Linked DNA regions of Ovis aries: region 1 is linked to region 2. Evidence: chromatin contacts called from public Hi-C data. All regions are on one chromosome and are shown on one strand. The core of a region is the stretch at or near the end of the contact, and the rest is flanking DNA. Distances in the headings are between cores, read along the strand shown. Region 1 holds the start of NCAPG (non-SMC condensin I complex subunit G). Region 2 holds the start of LAP3 (leucine aminopeptidase 3).

Region 1 (6,042 bases), core at 3,451-5,950, 200 kb before region 2:
TTAATAGGACACTCTTTCCTAAAACTTTTAGTTTGACCTCAAAATCTACTAAAGTTTTATGTATAAAGATGTTTAAATTACCTGATCGGTCATTGAGACCTTGTTGAAGGAGCATTACTCTCTGAGCAATGGACAGAGCTCTCATGTGAACCTTTTCAGCTAAAACCTATGAGAGATAATAAAAAATAGCTATTAAACTCAATATAATTTATGGATTTTACAACTAGTAATATCTCCTTCACCTAACAAAATTATCTACAATGTCCAAAAAATTAATACCTGGCAACACATTAATGCAACAGCATTCTACCTAAATTATTTATACTCTGTCCATAAAAATCTCAATTGAAGAAATTACTGCATGCCAAATATTTTTCAAAGGTATTTTAAGAATATGGGTTCTTGTCTTTTTAAGAACAGGTCCACACAAGACACTGGACCATTTACCTGATAAGCCAGCTTTCTGACAGTTTCTTTCACATCCTTGGTGCGCCCAACAATTTTTGGCAAAGTCTTTGCTGATGGCGCAATACACGATAACACTGCCCGCCTAACTTCTGGATTTGAATCATTTTCAATCAAAGTAGCATATGCTAAAAATAGAGTAATACATTTTAGTACAGCAACAAAATATTCATTTAGCCATAGTCATAAGATAACCCATATTTCATAATCTTTATAATGATAAAAATGCTATATTTTAGTCTTACACATTTAATTTTAGCTGAAGATTCTTTTCTGCCAACATCCTTTGAAAAGGACAGAATGAGAAAGCAGTCAATGAAAACAAATAATCCTAAAAATCATGGAAAATCCATCATTCAGATTATGTCTTTGCTACTCAAGATTTAGAAAAAAGTCTAAGCTGGAAGGAAGTTTATTTTAAACTAATATGACTTTTATAAAGAGGTCAGTATTTTACTTTTTAATGAACCTAAAAAGAGAGAACTTCGGGTTTTGCTGAACAAAATTTTCATTTCCTGTATTTAAATACTTACCTCTATTTCCTCTGCTTTATAATCAAGTATACATTAACTATTAAACATACATATTTTACACATTATTATGTCCTTCATTTAATACCAAAAAATACCAACTACCAAGAGTTATTAAAATTATAAAGCTAGTAACAGAGACAAAGAGAAAAACAAATCAGAAGAGTTCCCAAAAAAAGCCTAGGCATACATAGAAAAGTAGAATATGACTCTCTTTGCAAGCAGAGGTAGAGAAAGATTTCTTAAATAAAACAAAGTACAAACCATAAGAGATTGGTAATTTTGACATTAGGAATTTTTCCAACAAAAGACATAGTGAAGCGAGTGAAATAATCCATCTAAAGTAGGAAGATCTATAATCCATATAACCCAATGGCTTCCCCTCAGAATATATAAAGAACTCCAATTAATAAGATAAGTCAAGAGGAAAATGAGCAGAACACATTAACAGGCAGTACACAGAAAAAATAAAATTGGTTGCTAAACATTTGAAAAGATGCATAACAATGACATATGATACATATAACCAGATAAACAGAAATTTTAAAATAAGACAATACCAAACATTGGAAAGGATAGGGCTCAGTGAACACTTTTATACAGTTATTGGAAATATAAATTGATAAACTGTTTTGTAGAACACCTGCACCTTATCCAATAAAGCTCATGACATACACCAACAAGTCAACCCTTAGGTATACATCCCAGAAAGATTGTGCACCAGAACCCATGTATAAGAAAGTTCATAGCAACAACACTATTTTAACAAGGAAAAAAAAAAATGCAAACAACTAGAAGGTCCATCAATATCAGAAACAATATAATTGTCTTATACTCATATAGCAGAATGTTATAAGTCAGCAAATAAATATATCAACATGGATGAATGTTAGAAATAATGTTGAGAGCACAGAAAAATATAGTATGATTCACAAAACATACAGAATGATAGCCAAAACTTAACATTATTCAGAGGTTTATACATGTGGTTGGGCTTCCTAGGTGGTAGTAAAGAATCTGTCTGCCAACACAGGAGATGATCCCTGGATCAGGAGATCCCCTGGAGGAGGGCATGGCAACCCACTCCAGGATTCCTGCCTGAAAAATCCCATGGACAGAGGAGCCTGGTGGGCTACAGTCCATGGGGTCGCAAAGAATTAGACACGACTGAGTGACTGAGAACATACACACGTGTTTAACTGTTCAAACAAACAAAAGGCAAGAGAATAATTAAACCAAAATTCAAGATAATCATTAATTCAGAGGGAGAGTGACAGAACTGGAGTGGGACCTAAGATAGGCTTCAAAGGTACTGATGATATTCTTTTTTTTTTTTAAGTTGGATGGTGGCTACTTGAGTATAAGATTTTTCTTAATATAAGTTTCAAAATCATATTATATATGTGTACATATATATGAACTATACTCTTCCATAACATCATAATAAGAAAATTCATCTGCTGAGAATTTAACATTATCAACGAAACTGAAAAAGGATTTAGGGAGCTATACATACCATTAACCACTGGGCATTCATCATCTTTGGGATCCTGAAGGCGTGAAAGAGCAAGAACTGCCTGTATCCTTACATTTGGAACTTTATCTTTCAATCTAATAAGCATGGCTTCATTAATTTTATCAAACAAATCATCATCAATCTGGGCATTTTCTGGCAAATTTCCCAAGAGCTTGTTTATGAGCTGGCACGCTCTAAATCTAACTGCATTGCTGTTTGCTTCATGAGACTGAAACAGAAACAAATCAAAATTTATTCCAAGTTACATACCATTATTAACTTGCAAAAAAACCTTGATCCATAGGCATACTAAACACACATTACACACCACAAAGACTCAAAATATACATTGTCTAAAGTATTCACTAAATTACAAAAGCATATTCCTCTTTGTAGGAACTCTCACTTCTAAAATAGAGAACCCATTTAAAACAAATGTTTATGAGAATTGGCTTAGAATGGTCATTAAAAATTTAATGCAGATTTATTTTTAAAAGTCCACATTTTAATCTTAATGACAGTCCTAATATTTCCATTTTCTCAATTATCAGATATTTCATTCTCTAAGATGCACAAACTCCTATGGCCCTTTTAAAATAGCAAAATTTTCTATACTATTCTCCTGAAATTCTAGTTTTCCTATACCTTTAATAGAAAAGTAAGCAAATAATTTAAAATGCCACCATCCTCCTCCTCTTCATCATTTTCCATATCTGATTGGTGAAATGAAGTAACAAACTTTGCGGCAAATTCTATTACTCTTTCCACAGCTGGTTCTCGTTTATAGACCACCATAGCATATTTAAGGTAATGAACAAACTCTTCATGAAAACCTGTTTTGTCATCCACCTGAAAGAGAAAAGAAACCCTTCAAAAACTTCATGGATTAAATCCTTTTTTCTCAACATTACTCTAAAACGCTGAAAACACCAGCCCTACCACAAACTAAAATCATTATTTAGTAAACTCTCAACTATCCAAACCACCAAAGAGGAAATAAATCTGCACAAATCTCTCTCTAGAGAAATGTACTTCTCGCAGGAAGAAAACAAACGTGAATCTTGACAGTGAAAAGAATTCCTCCGATATTTTTTTCAACACTCCTTAATTCTCCATATGATGCCTTGGTACCAGTTTAGTAAAAATCTGCTTCTTTATGAACAATCCAAAATCAATAACAGCATCTGCATTTTACCGAGTTACCTTTAATGTGCGTGGGCGAGTAGTCGCTGCAGTTGCGTCTGACTTTTCGACCCTATGGACTGTAGCCTGCCAAGTTCCTCTGTCCATCGAATTCTCCAGGCCAAGAATACTGGAGTGGGTTGCCATGCCCTCCTCCAGGGGATCTTCCCGACTCAGGGATTGAACCCGAGTCTCCTGAGGCTCCTGAACTGCAAGCGGATTCTTTACCGCTGAGCCACCGGAGAAGCCCATTACCCTTAGTATTACACAGCAATTCCTTTCCGATAACAACTTTCACATCCTGTCTCATATCCTCAAGCCCTATTATTCTGACATAATTTTTCTAGCACCTCAAGATAATTTATTTTCCCGAAATCCATTGTCCTATTCGTCTCAAGGCTTCATTCAAAAGAAGCAAACAGTATTTACGTGACTAGGAAGAGTCTGGTGCTAATAATTAATTTGCTAATTGGTGATTTGATGCAATTTCACTGCGGCGCGAGGTTTAAGTAATTAGATGTGGGCGGTGACCAGAAGGACAACAACCGTTGAGCCACCGCGTTCAGGACCCAAGATACAGCCAGCCCTACACTAGGTCGACCCGGTGCGCGCAAACATTTCTCTTAGATTCGCCGCCAGAGAATTAACGGTCCACGCCGTAGGCCTCTTCGAACCGGGTCTGGAAGGCTGAAGAGCCTGGAGTCGTGGTGAGATTAGTCGGGAGGGTAGCGGGAAGCCCCTGGGAGAGAGGCCGGGGAGGGGAGAGGCGGGTCCCGGACCGCGGGCGGCCGCGCTTACCGAGCCGTAGGTGCGGTTCAGCGCCACCACCAGCTTCGCCTGGTTCTGGTGAGGCTGCTGCGCCAGCTGGAAGGCCTCCTTAATCGGCAGCAGTCTCTTCTCCTTCCCCATGGCGCCAGTACCCGGCCGAGACGAAGCCTGTTCACGTTCGCCTACAGCTGGCCAAACTGACCAAGGTCCTCATCTCCACTGGGAAGCCGACAGTCGAGGGCGTGGTTACCGCCAAAGCTTTCAAACAACTCCCGCGGGAGAAGGAAATACCGCGAGACTACCGCGAGACTACCGCGAACGCGTAGAGCGGCGAGAGCTGGAAGAGACGAATCCACCGCCTTCAACCTCACGGTTTGGGCGCATGCGCTGGGTGTCTTTTAAGCCGTTTTCTGAGGGGGATTTGGCGTTTCTAAGAGAAAGGGTCATTGGCTCCCCCGGAAGAGATATCCGCCGGGAGTGAGTACCCTGTGGAGATTCGCCTGTTGGAGCCGAGCTGGTGGCGCTAGGCCTAGTCGGGTCTTGCGGCTGGGGGTGAGGCGAGGAAGAAGAATCCTCCATGGGTGAGAACAGGGACTCTGCCGAGGGGAAGAATCCCTGCTCCCCCTTTAGGAGAGGAGTTCCTTTGGAGATGCGTGGAGGAGGGAAGGCTGGGGCGTCTGGGAGCGCTGGGAGCGCCCCGGCTTCTACTGAGAAGGGAAATGTCCCTAGGTCTTCTGATTGAGGCGAGCCGCTTTTTAATTCTGAGCGGTTGTTGTCCTTCTGGTCAATGCCCACATCTAATTACTTAAACCTCTCCCCACAGTGAAATTGCTGGTGAAGAGTCTGCAGACGTGGGAGGCAGTTGGGGAAGAGAGGCACGAGTAAATTTAGATAAAGCTTGTTGTTTTGAAGGCCTGGTTTACAAACGTGCATGTTGTTTAGTCGCTAAGTCGTGTCCAACTCTTCGCGATCCCAGAGACTGTGGCCCGCCAGGCTGCTCTGTCCGTGGGATTTCCCAGGCAAGAATACTGAAGTGGGTTGCCATTTCCTCCTCCACGGGATCTTCCCCACCCTGGGATCTAACCCGCATCTCCTGCTTTGGCTGGAGGGAGCAACTGAGCCACCAGGGAAGCCCCACAAAGGTACCTGAGGGCAATGTTTTCAACAAAGGAGAACACAGATTGGAAAAGGGTATAGAGATTAAGATAAATTGCCTTCCGAATTTTTTTTAATGGAGTTATTTCAGGTAGAAATCAACATCTCCATAATTACAGCCAACTAAAGAATTAAATTACAGTGCTTCATGTATGCGTTTTTCCTATCAAACTATCTTCCCTCCCCAGCAGTAATAGATTTTCTTCTCTTTTTTTTGTGGGGGGGGGAAGGAATTTTCTTAATTTACTGGTAACTTTTATGTGTTAATGACATATGAATAAATCTATGAATAAGTATACTGTATTGTTTTCATGTTCTAAGGTTATATGAATAATCATGGAAGCTGCTTTTTCCCATAACTGTTATTTTTGAAGTTTATTCATATTGATACTTTCATAACAGTAACTGAACACCTCATGGACCCTT
Region 2 (5,400 bases), core at 858-3,357:
TCTCTGATCTCTCCCCCTTTCTATCCAAAAGCTGGTCATAAAATTTCCTATGAGAAAGTTTCTTTCCTTGCACCAGCAAGGGAACATTCTTATCATCAGAGACTGATGATAAGATTTGGGAGTCAATACCAAAATGGACCTGTACAAACAAACCTACTAAAAGAACCCTCAGCCTCCCTTAGTTTCCCCCACATATTTTCCTAGTCCCTGTCTCTCAATTGACTGCCCCTAGGCTCCTTTGCCTAATCACATTCCCACAATTTCTCATTCTCTGTTTAAAAAGGTATATAAGCTTTGGGGCCTATAGGCTTCTTCAGGTTTTCTCCCTTTTGAAGACTGGACACATAAAAATATGAAGTAAAACTTGTATGCCTTTCTCTTGTTAATATAATTTGTTTTAGGTCCATTTCATTCTTAGGCTCAGCCTAGAATCTAGGTGAGTAGAAGTAAGTTTTCCCTCCATTACAACCTTCAAATGCAAAAATGTGCAATATTCTGGGATACTATCTCGATAAAGCCAAGGGCTGCACTTGCAGATACTAACAAGTTCTCTGGCCAACTCATAGGCTGGAAGAGAGGAAAAGGATACACCTTCACTGGGAGGGACAGGGACACACAACAATCCATCAGCACTTAGTGGCTTATCCTTTCATCTCCTTGAGCCCCAGACTCCAAACACCTGAAACAAGGAAGTAAACCTAGGAATCACTGTTTACCTCTGCACAGCAATTTATGACTTTAAAAATGTGCTCTGACTTAGGGCACCTCTGTAAGGTGGAAAGAACAGGTAGTCTTCCCACTTGACAGATAAGGAAACCGAAACCAGGTCTGACATACTAGCCTGGGGGCAACAGAACTGGTCAAGAATCCAGATGCCTTCCGTCACTGTCCTCTGTGCTTTCTACAAAATCACACTGGTAACCTAGACAAAATCATCCTTGTCTTTTCTATTAAAAAAAAAAAAAAAAAGGCTTCCTCTGCGTTGGTAACCTTCCCAGGTTCTAACTTTCCTAAGGCTGCCAATTGCAGCCTTGGTTCCAGAGAACCAAGTAGGGAACTGATCAGACAGAACACACATGTTACCTGAGCAGGATGTATTTCCATATTACTGAAAAGAACAGGGGACAGACCTCTGGTCCCTCGGCCACCCTGAGCTCAAGCCCCATCCAGAATACTACTAGCCAGGGACAGTCCTGCTGGCCCTCAAGCCTGACTCCCTCGCGTGTGCTCCTCCCACCGAGCCGTTTCCCCTTTCCACATCCCCCCACGACCAAATTTTAGTGACCTTCACAATGTTTTGGAGCTCAATTAGGTGGAAGAGGGGTTTCTTCTGCGGAACACTTCTTTTAATCTCACGAACAGACGGATCTCCCTGCAAAGCCCTTTTCCCTAGAGAGACGTTATTTTTCTCTAGAAGCCCTTCCAGGTAGTTTACTCCCGGAGAATCTGTGTATTCCTGGCCTTCAGCTTCAGCAGAGGAGGGAGGTCCTGATACAGAACCCGGGGCCAGTGACTATCCGACTCTAGGGCATTTCACCTCACCAATACTTGGGCATCCTCCTAGCTAAGGTGGGAACAATCCTGGCGCGGTGGTTCCCCGGGTTACTGGGAGGATTGAACAAATAGCAAAATAGGGGAACGGTATAGAGTTGGAGCTCAGGTAACGGTAGCTATCTATCTATGGCTATCAATCTCTAGCGCTGAGTTCGGATCCTAGCACTTTCAAGCAAGAGAAGGAAGAGCGCATCCTCCGCACTAGCCTAGTAGAATACTGGGGGGTCTGCAGCCCCGCGCAGTCGGCTGCCAAAGCCGAGCTCGGCAAAATCAAGGTATTGTCTCTTTAGTCGATGTCTGCGACTCGGCTTAGAAGCCCGGGACACCGCGGCCTCGCCCCGCCCCGAAGTCCCTGTCGCCCGTAGGCAGGACTCTCGCGGCGGCCCCGGGGCGAGCCACGGCCTCTCACCTTCGTCATGTCTGCAGCGGCTGAACCGGGAGCCCACAAACGCCTCACGCTCAGATGTCGGACGGCTACTCGCGCGGCAGCCGGAAGAGGCAGCAAGAACATCTTTTCGGCTCTGCCCCCCGTACCGCCCTCCACCGAGCACGTGGCGCCGGGAAGGCGGGCGCGCGCCTAGAAGCCGGGCTTTGGGGGACGGCCTGAGAGCGTCTAGGGGTGGGGCAGGTGCCAAGGGGCGTGGCATGCGTACGCCATGGGCGCGGCGGGAGGGCGTCAGTGGGCGGGGCTGTCGGGTGAGGGCAAACGCGCTAGCGGACGGACTCGGACCCGGAAGAGTATGCGTGCGCCCAAGGGGCGGGGCGGGGCGGGCCGGGTCGACTGGGTGGTGCTGAGATAGGAGCGAGAAGGTAGCGGGCGCTGGGGGCCAGCCCTTGCGGACTGAGGCGAAGAGGCGGGACTCTTGGGGGAGCGCGCAAGAGAGGGGCGGAGTCGCGGTTGTGCTGTACACCAAGGGGCGGGGATGGAGGCGGGGCTCCGAGGAGGAAGGTTACACGTTGCTCTAGAGCAGAATTGAAGCTGCGTAGTGAGGGCATTCCTACTAAGTTTTTATTGTTTTGCTTTTTTTTGAACTTTTTTTTTAAACTTCCATCTGGTTCAAGGGTTCAACATTGTAAGGCATTTAGCCCAAACACTGTTTTTTGAAAAAAAGCTTTGCGAAAAGCGCTCAGTATTTTAATATATATTTTTAAAAGAAGTCTTAGATTTTTTATTGTATGAATAAAATATGGTTGAATGGAACTAGGAGAACACGACGAAGCTCAAAGAGGGGATACAAAAAATATCCTTACTGTTACACCAGTGTCTGAACCCAATTTTAGCTGGATCTTTTTACCTCTGGCGCAAGGTGGGCGGGGTCCACGAACTAGAAGTGAGTAAAGTCCTGGCCTCAGTGCCAGGAAGGAGAGGATGTCTGTTTCACTGTACAAGGGCCGGACACAACAGAGATTTGACTGTCTGTTTTTGAAAAGGTTGGACAAATTGGGCATAGTAGGTCCTCTTTCAGTTTCACTTCCTTTAGATAGTTAAAGAGTTGCGTCGCAAACTCGGTAAACTCAGCAAAATTCACCTATGTTCATTTAAAAGAGAAATTTTGTATTCACCTTATAGCTGTTTTCTTGTTCCATTGAACTCAAGCTGCAGTTTCCACAGCCAGAAATTTGCTAAAACCTGCTCCTCAGCCTTCTGTGTGAGTGGAGAGGAGGGCTCTGTGAGCTTCACAGGTGATGGTTGCTGCAGAGCGTAAGTTACATTTGTGTCTATCACCTTTCAGCAAATTCTGTCCCCTTCATTTTGTTTGCTGTTCCTACCAGAGAGGATTTGTTTCCTGGCATAGCCTCACTTACTTTCCTCTTTGCTTGGTCCTTCCCATACTGTTTGCATTTTCACATGCCTGATAGAATAAGGGAGAACAAATGTCACAGACCTCAGATAATTTTTGTCGTTACTGAATAGTATTATTGGCCACTTTGGGATGCAAGATTTAGTCATCCATCAAACCCTAAGTTCACAAGGTGTTTACTATGTTTTTCTTTTAGAAACCATGGGGTACAACAGAATGTAGCCTGAAAGACTTTATTACCTAGAAAGAGGCAAGAGATATCATGACTGTAAAGAGATACTGTTCCATGCAGTTTATAAGCATATATTCTTCCTTCTGTCCTTCTCTTTGCTTGACCAAGACTTTGGTTTGGTGCCATGACTTACAGGAAACCTTCGCGGATGTTCCACACTTGGGTTATGTGCTCTCCCTTTGCTTCCAAAACAGCCTGTCTCAGAGTATTGATCAGCTGTATTCTCCTTGTCTGTTTCCCCTAGGCATCTTGGGAGCCATGGCTATCATCTGTGACCTTCAAGTGCCTAGATCTAGAATTCAGACTGTGCTTGCCATGTATATAAGGTGTTCATAAAATGTTTGAGTGAATGTGTGATCAAGGTCTACTGCGTGCAGCATTGTTTATTAAAGAGCAGAACAAGTCCCATTTATGGCCTTCAAGTAATAAATGCAAAAACAGAAAATACTTGAAAGGAGCCAGTAGAATGAGAAGGATATAGATGATTGAGGAGGACATTAGGATATGAAGAAGTGTGTGGGAGGTCATTGGCTTGGCTTAGGGTGTAGGGATCAAGCTTGCCTAGAATAAAAGATTATAAAAGAGAGTGATGCTGGATTAAAGAGGATCTTGAAAGGCTAGAAGAGTTTATTATTGTTGTGGGAGTCAGCATGGACTCAACAATGTTCTTTGCAGAAGCTGGGGCAGGGGAAGCTATGAATTAGTACAGTTGATAGAGATTAGAGTCAAGAGTGGAGAAAGACCAAGCAGTGTAGAAATTGTGCTTTGGTGAAAAACTACGTACTGTCCAGTGAGGTTTGAGAAGATTCCTGTGGATTATCTGATTAAGAGTCTGCAAAATTCTTTCACAACTCTAAATTGTTATGCATTGCAATATGAGCCTGGTCTGTAGATATGGAGATTATGTCTTGTCTAGTAAGGAGGGGTGGTGTGGAAACCAGTCTTGTCTTCATTTGCACATTCATTTCAATATTGCTGATCCATAAATGTGTCTGTCCTCGAAATTTTCACTTGAACCAGTTATACCAATTGTTTCCTCCATAAATTAAAGAAAATCTTTAACATGTATTCATTTTTTATATATGTATAAGTCACGATTTTAACTATTTTTGAAAATTATCTTTTAACAGCAGGTAGATTGGCCAGAGGCATGAATTGACGGAACTTGCCAGATAGCTCCATTTGGAAATGGATTACAGAATCAGCTAGATACAGCTTGTGAAAGTGGCAGAATATACACCACTAGCCTGTTTGGGGCCCTCACACTTCCCACTTGCTTAGGAAGAAAGAGGTTGTGAAAGTGATGGGGAGTTTAATTATAAATGCTGACTCTCAAGTAACAGTGGGTCACTGGAGAAGAAAGTAGATGGAAGAAAGTCCAGTAGGATCTTGAGATGACAATGCAGACTCCCACAGCTGAACAGCAGGAGTCTGGAGGTTTCCCTAAAGAAGCCATCACAGAGGGAAACAAGCAGAGGGAAAGGACAGAGCCTGTGGAAGATACCATCCATCAGGAGCTGCAAGAACCCTGCTGCTGCTAAGTCACTTTAGTCATGTCCGACTCTGTGTGACCCCATAGACGGCAGCCCACCAGGCTCCCCCGTCCCTGGGATTCTCCAGGCAAGAACACTGGAGTGGGTTGCCATTTCCTTATCCAGTGCATGAAAGTGAAAAGTGAAAGTGAAGTCGCTCAGTCCTGTCCGACTCTCAGACCCCATGGACTGCAGCCTACCAGGCTCCTCCGTCCATGGGAGTTTCCAGGCAAGAGTACTGGAGTGGGGTGCCATTGAACCCTAGACAGAGGAAAAAGTG

The links. Hi-C and Micro-C count contacts between places; a contact is called where the count stands out from the background.
Region 1: a Hi-C map of muscle shows a contact between it and region 2, with 5 times the contacts expected there. The contact joins the promoter of NCAPG here to the promoter of LAP3 in region 2. A contact is called at or near these places in 7 of 16 Hi-C or Micro-C datasets (blood, liver, muscle and 2 more).

What each region holds. Positions count from the first base shown.
Region 1 is chr6:38,006,636-38,012,677 of ARS-UI_Ramb_v3.0, reverse strand. It overlaps NCAPG (non-SMC condensin I complex subunit G), which reads right to left and starts at 4,700. Exons shown (of 21, transcript XM_027970895.3): 1 at 4,492-4,700; 2 at 3,157-3,360; 3 at 2,512-2,740; 4 at 448-593; 5 at 82-166. The coding sequence starts at 4,602. DCAF16 (DDB1 and CUL4 associated factor 16) reads left to right here and starts at 4,586. Exons shown (of 3, transcript XM_060416912.1): 1 at 4,586-4,938; 2 at 5,438-5,603. The coding sequence starts at 4,601.
Region 2 is chr6:37,807,063-37,812,462 of ARS-UI_Ramb_v3.0, reverse strand. It overlaps LAP3 (leucine aminopeptidase 3), which reads right to left and starts at 2,107. Exons shown (of 13, transcript XM_012179698.5): 1 at 1,964-2,107. The coding sequence starts at 2,065.